Regions from separate parts of the Mus musculus genome. Here region 2 is linked to region 1. A link is a contact called in public promoter capture Hi-C data. All regions are on one chromosome and are shown on one strand. Each heading gives the region's core, a stretch centred on a gene start, on an enhancer-like site or on the middle of the called end of the contact. The rest is flanking DNA. Distances are from core to core; before and after follow the strand shown.

The links. Promoter capture Hi-C pulls out the DNA fragments that hold promoters and counts their contacts.
Region 2: a promoter capture Hi-C map of hippocampal neurons shows a contact between it and region 1, with 2.5 times the contacts expected there. The contact joins two enhancer-like sites. A contact is called at or near these places in 3 of 39 promoter capture datasets (the 3T3-L1 cell line, hippocampal neurons and pre-B cells).

What each region holds. Positions count from the first base shown.
Region 1 is chr11:62,995,897-62,999,412 of GRCm38.p6, forward strand. All of the region lies in intron 2 of Cdrt4os1 (CMT1A duplicated region transcript 4, opposite strand 1), which reads right to left. Gm46284 (a long non-coding RNA gene) reads left to right here. Exons shown (of 2, transcript XR_001780234.1): 1 at 1-2,072; 2 at 2,210-3,516. Among named protein-coding and RNA genes, the nearest start is that of Gm46284, 3.3 kb to the left of the region's middle. Within about 2 kb of position 1,930, at least 71 of the 459 cell types and tissues checked have an H3K27ac peak or open chromatin away from gene starts, as enhancers often do.
Region 2 is chr11:65,739,087-65,742,602 of GRCm38.p6, forward strand. All of the region lies in intron 2 of Map2k4 (mitogen-activated protein kinase kinase 4), which reads right to left. Among named protein-coding and RNA genes, the nearest start is that of Mir744, 6.0 kb to the left of the region's middle. Within about 2 kb of position 1,520, at least 51 of the 459 cell types and tissues checked have an H3K27ac peak or open chromatin away from gene starts, as enhancers often do.

The DNA of each region.
Region 1 (3,516 bases), core at 680-3,179:
TCTAAGCTTTGTCCAAGCCAACAGGGCCTTCTCCACCACTTGGTTCTGGCTTTAAGTTAGTTCCCACCCCTAGACTCTTAAGGAATCTGTTTGTTTGTACAGACCAAAGGACACTTTTTTTTTTTTTTTTTTTTTTAGAGCTTTCAAGTTATTTGTGGCAGATAGAGCACAGACTGAGAAAGCCACGGAAGGGCTGTGGGGGAGGGGGAAGGAGACAGATTTGATGGAAACTCAAAGCTGACTTTCTGTTTGTTGAAACACCTCTTCCTACTTCTTACCCCTCTCTGGCTCATATCTCTTTTATCTGGGACCCAGGGCCTTAGCCAACTACTTGGAAATCACAGGCTGACATTGCTAGATCTCTAGGGGGCATGGTTGGGTTTTTGGGAAGAGCCAGGAGGCAATATAGAACACCTGTATTGTGTCCGCACAGGGCCCTGACACTTGGCACACACTGTAGGGTGCTTGGCCACGTACTGCAGACATGGAACAAGAGGCAAATTAACTATGAAATTATGTTGCTTCCCGTAAAGGTTACAGACTACACTTGGAATTTCATCACCCCGTATTCTATGCCACCCCACACTCTGTACCTCACTCTAAGCATGGCTGACTTTTCCATGTAGAGCCTCCTTGTGGGTACACAAACTGAGTGTAGGTGGTATGACCTTGACTTTATATTCCAGAGGCAGTGAACATTCCCTCCCCACCTCTGGCATTTCTAGGTGGTTCTTTTACTGACTCATGCGCTTCCTGTCTCCATTCAACCTTTCAGCGACCCAGAGCGGCCCAACCCATTCTTTTCAGTAGAGAGAGGGACCTGAGATGTCGCAGGATTTCAGACAAGTTGGGAACTTGACTCCTGGCACTGTTTCTGCACATGGGCCAAGTGGGCAGATATTTTTTGTAGAGAACAGTCAGTTTGAGAGCCAGCAGCAGCTGGAGGGAAGTTGGTCTGAGTGTGGCTGACTCTTTATTTATACTTTTGCACACTGGAACCTGTGCATATTCACTTTACTGTTTAGAATCCTGAGACAAGCTTACTTTGGTAAGTGGGTGATAGTGGAAGTAAGAGAGCCTTGGTTGGTCCTCAAGTAGTTCAGTACCGAGTGTGGGGGTCACTTTTGAACTCAATACTTTGCCTGCTCTCAGATCACCTCAAATTTCTATCGGTGATAGTTCTGCTGGGTTTGGTCTGCAATTGCTGAGCCCAGGGTATATTGTTAAGCAGCTTTCCCCGAAACTCTTCTTCATGTGGTCAGATTGCTCTGTGCCTGTGGTCCCGTAGGTATTGAACAAGTCTGGCCACATTCTCCTGTGTTCCCTGGAGTGTGGTATGTGTACTGGGCCAGAATTGGTGCTCAAATATTGAGTAGGGAGTTTTTAAGAGCAAGCTCTAAGACTCAAAACAGAAAGTACCAAGAAGAGACTACTTCAGTGACAAGAGGTTAGTAAACACACATTTTTTTTTTTTTTTTTTTTGTAGGTGGGAATAGGCTGCCTTGCCGTAAACTCTACTCCTAGTCTTAATTCTATTATCTAAATAAGAATAATGGACACCTTTTATGTACTTTTTCTTTTAAGGTACTGGGAAAACAGAAGGAACATGAGACACAAAGTCATACATAAAACACATGGTTAGTCTGTCCCTTTAAAAAAACCTTTCAAGCCTTCATGAGGAGATTCCAAGCTTATTTTTCTTTCTCTAGCCTTTATCAGAAGGGACATAATTCCACAGCCCTAATGCAGCATGCTGACAGGCATCCTGCAAGTGCACACCAAGTGCTTGCTTGTGCCAGGCAGCGTGCCAGGGCCTTGGGTGGACATGGCAGACATGCAATTCTATTTTTGTGGTAGAGACAGACACTGGACACGCATACGGTCCGGGCAGCATAAGGAGTGCTTTGCAGAAGCAGGGGGCACTGTAAGAGTGGATTTGCCGAGGGCTCATGACCTCCCTTCCTCATGCAGAGGGGATGATGGGAGGAGGCAGGATTAGTCTCAGGACAGCTGCTCATAAAAGAGAGTGAGGTCATGTTGAAGCTGTGGCCAAATTGAATTTTCGTGGCTGGGTGAGTTTTTAAAACTTTGCAGAGCTGTCTTCAGTTTATATTCAGCCCCGGTTTCCGTGTTTGTTTCTGTAGCACCATGGAGCCGATCCCTAGTTCAGGCTGGCTTTTGGTGACAGCATCTCCCTTTCTGGTCCTAGTGACAACACGGAAGAAGTGCCAAGCGTTTGCCTGGTGGTCTGTCCTGGACAACTGGGCTGGACATTGACAAAGGAGACCTTGAGGACTCTTGAGCGTTCATGCCAGACCTGGGCAGGTGCCAGACCCCAGCCTCCAGCAGCCTTCAGATTCCAACCTCCATTTCCCTAGCTCTCTCATGCAGAAATGCCAGTTCTGGCCTTCATGTTTTCTCCCCGCAGCCTGCTTACTTTCCCAGATCTCTGTAGTGAGGGCATGGGCTGCATTTTAATCTTGACATTACTCTTTATTGTCATGGTTCTTTCCTTTTCCTCTGTCCCTTCCTCTCTTTCCTTTCTTCTTTCCCTTCCTCCTTATCTACTTCCTGCTTCCCCTTCATTCCCTTTTCTCTTTTTTCATTACCTTTTGATCTCCATTGGTGTGTGGGTGTGATTGATTGATTGCAAAATAAAATGATGCTGCTTGTAAGTAGCTGGTTTTCTTACAACCTGTGAATACAGATTCTGACCTCTGCAAACTTTCGGAGGGCATGCTCTTTTCATATGCAGTTATCAGGAGTAGGAGTCTTCATCCCAAGGACAGTGGGAAGTTCCCAAGCCTTTCCTGAAAAACTCTGAGGGATGCTTGCATAGTCCACAAAATTGTCTCGATGGCCACGTGTCAACCTGGCCACCAGTATCATCCCAGAAAAAGAATTATCTTCCTTTACTTTGACATAGCCATTGGGGCTCTTGCAGACTCCCAAAGCATAGCGCTGTGTAGGGCATAAAAGCCAAACCTTGAAGGCTTAGGGAGAAGAGCAGCAGAATGCTAGTTGCTGCACGACAGGGTGACTTTCAGGGGCCCACAACCTAAGCTTGATTTCTGTTCTGTACTGAAGGCCAGCTCCACTTTGAACATGGATCAGTACAGTACCCTGCAGTGCCTCTGTTAATCCTAGAGACAAAGCCTCCTGCAGCCCACTTTCTCCTACCAATAGCTTCCTGATTCTCTCCATCACAGACACAATGGCACTGGTAACACTGTCACTTTATTCTTCTGTTGTGTCTAGTTCTGTGGCCCGGAAAAGACAATGACAACATTCAGCAGGGTACTTCCTATTGCCTGCCTTGCCCCATCTAGCATAACAGAACAGCCAAGGCTTCATATCAGCTGAGCAGAGCAAAGGACTCTAACCTGGTCCTCTATCTACTTTATATCATGTCTAGATTATAAATATGACAAAGTGAAGATTATGTAAATGTTATTCTTCTGTGTGGTTGATGAATAATGACAATAAAAAGCTCTGTGTGTTCAATACTTTTTAAAA
Region 2 (3,516 bases), core at 270-2,769, 2.7 Mb after region 1:
GGCTTCTGCCATTGTCTCTGTACTTGATGTTTATATGCACTCAAATTTACCCTGCACTAGCAAAGTCCCTAAGGTTATTGCATTTCCCAGTGATTCTCAAGGGAGGTGAAGTCCTATAGCCCTAGCATCTGGCATAGAAGGAGGCAGGTCAGCAGGGAAGCTCACCCAGCATCAAGTGGCTGGCAAACACTAACCTAAACGTCTTCAAGCCCACAGCAATTCTAGTCAAAAGCTCTGCCTTAGAAGTATCTGATTTCTTAAAGATATAAAGCTTAAATCTAATAAATAATTCTTGGTTCCTAAAGAGAACATGTACATTCACATAGTGAAAAACTGACATAGTACGTGTGCACACAAAAGAAATGTATGTTTATAAAAGTAACCCTGTAGAGCATGTAAGATTTTAAGTAGGACATTTGATATAGGGCTTGAATCCATTTAATACAGGCCTTATTATTAAAGTAGCATCAATGCATAGAGACTAAAATCTGAAATCTTAGACTTACCTTGTCACATGAAAGTCTGCAAACTGGCAAACTGATACATGACGTCTCTTCTGCTTATTTAGCTTTTGGGCAGATATGACCAAATTTTCCATTTACTAGCACTGCATCTATGTTAGCTGTCATATTTTCACTGACCCACACAAATCTATAATTTCCTAACAACTAGAGATTTTAAAAACAAATAACTGTGACATTATGTTCCAGAACATTAATCCAGAGGTAAGTTATATTTCTATTCCACATGTTTGGCAAAGCTGCATGGGGCTTTTTATATGGGTGGGTAAATTCCATGTTGTTTCCTGTGTAGGTAGGTAGACTTTACATTGCTTGTTTTGTTTTAAACAGTGACACAACCAAGGAGGTGACAAATGGCTCCAGCAGTACTCAACTCTTCACATCTGCTCTCTGTTAATACAGTGGTGTCCACTTTGCCAACTCAGCAGCAAACAGGTTCCTGAGCCACTCCTGTCTAACCAGATACCCTAAGCCAACACCCTTTGATAAGGCTCCAAGGGTAGAGAAAAGGAAAAACCTCACTCACAGTTCAGAAAGAAAACACACTTTCTGTTTGCATTTATCTATACTGTATGCATAAATTACAAAAGCTAGTTTACAAATTCCACCAAAGCATTCTAACTCAGCAGTCATTAGTTACAGCTTCATTTTGATCAGGGCTGAAGAACATTGCTTATATAGACTTGGCAGGACCAGCAACACCCACTAGTCAAGAGCCAACTTTTGCCTTGCATTCTAACTTAAATTGATACTAAGATTAAGTAACATTTTCCCTGTCTCTTTTGAGTCAGGTTCTATATAGACTGAGTTTGTCTCAAATTCTTGCCTCAGCCTCACAGGTGCTGGTGTTTCAGTCACACACACACACACACACACACACACACACACACACACACACACACACACGACTCTCTCTAGTTGTATTTTACTGTGCCTGTTGAGTAATAAGAAGCATTTCCTGTTCTCCTGCCTGAAAGAGCAGCACCACTGAGACCTGCTAGTTCAAGCAGTCTGCTTTGTCATTGCTCCTTTGCCCAATAAGTTCTTTAGAGTAGTGGTTCTCAACCTGTGGGTTGCAATTCCTTTGTGGGGTCAAATGACTCTTTCACAGGGGTGGCCTAGAACCATCGGAAATCATATACTTACATTATGATTCATAACAGTAGCAAAATTACAGTTATGAAGTAACAATGATAATAATTTCATGGTTAGGGTCACATGAGGAACTATATTAAAGTGTTGCAGCATTAGGAAGCTTGAAAACCACTCTCTAGAACCATAAATCTTACCCACCAAAAATGTTTCACAGGCTTGTTTACCTTCTCAATGAATTCAAGAATGTAAAAGAATTCAGCTATTTATGTTTTGAAATCAGTTATTTCCCTCCAGTTCTTGGCAACTGCTGTGTGTGAGTGTGCATGCCGCATGTACCATGGTCTCTCACTACTCCTTTGTTTCCAGATTCCAGAGAAGTCGAGCGTCCTCCTGTCCCACGCTCAGTTCAGTAATGAGTACTGCAGCTCATTCAGCCCAGCTCCTTCTTACAAGCTACATTTCACTTAAGAAACGGTTTTGATTGATTTATATTATTTTTTATGAGTTCTTTGGCTGCATGTATTTATGTGCACCACATTCATGTCTGGTGCCTTCAGAAGCCAGAAGAGGCTATCGATCCCCTAAATCTTCAGTTATAGACAGTTACAAGTTATACGTGGGTGCTAGGAACTGAACCCAAGTGTTCTGGAAGAGAAACAAGTGCTGTTAACCACTGAGCCATCTTTCCAACCCCTACAAATTAATTTTTTTTCATTATGAAGAGAATTAGTCCTGGCTAGGGATGGGTGAAAGAAACTATGTGAATCCTGAGAAATGCTGCTAAGAGATAGTCTTCCTAAAATCAGCCAAGATGTTTTCTATTGTTATAAATCCTGTTTCCTTGTGTCTATGTAGCACCAAGTTTCCTATTCTAGAGTATGGAGAGAAGAATGACCTCACAGCAGACAAGACAGACACAAGACACAATCTTAAGACACTAGGCATCAAGCATTGATGGTAGCAGGCCCTGACAGAAAAAATAATGCAACTGTCCCTAGCTCCTGCCTGAAGGGCTCAGACTACTATAAGGACAGAGATCCAGGAAGGTTTGTCAACACCCTTGTGTTGAGGACATGGATCTAGGAGTGTGGATAGATCATGGCAACTGGAATTAACAAGGCAGGGTACACATTAAAAAGCATCCCACAGACATGCAAACCTCCCTCTATTTTGTATCGTTGCATGTGAGAAATGCCACAAGCTGCTGAGGCAGACACCCAGGGCCTAATGTAATAATGCTAATATCCACAGCTCCAGTGCAAACTCTCCCACCCCTAGTCTCCTTGCTCTCTTCTAATAGCCTTTGAGCTGACAGCAGAAGACTCAAAAGCCTAAGTCCTGGTTTACTGCTACCTCAATCTTCTACTTCCATCCATAATGCTTTACTCATGATGACCTCATTTCCTAAATAAGGTGTGCCCCCCCCATCCATTCCTCTTCCCTTAAAGAGAAGAACTGTTGTTTGTTTGTTTACTGATTGATTGATTGATTGATTGATTGGGGAGGAAAGGTAACCTGAAACAGGGCAAGTAAGGCCACCTTTCCACAGGCAGCCTCTGACTAAGGAGAAAACTTGAGTAATTTTTATTTTTGTAGCCTCATAACTAGCATAACTGCCAATGGAAGTCAGCACCCTGGGGGCTGAGGCAGAAGGATCATAGATTCCAAGTCAGTATAGAACATACTGTTAAGACCTGTCAAAGAAGGGTAAAGAGTTCAGCATAACTATGATCTGTGATAAAGCAGCTTAATTTAATCCCAAATATACAATAAGCCTGACATACTCATGATTCCAAACAATACAACTGTTACTGAATTCAAGAAAATGTTAGTATTTCTAGAAAACTGCTTAGGCTTTCACATACAGTTCAACCATATGAACAAAGGTTTTGGTAAAGTG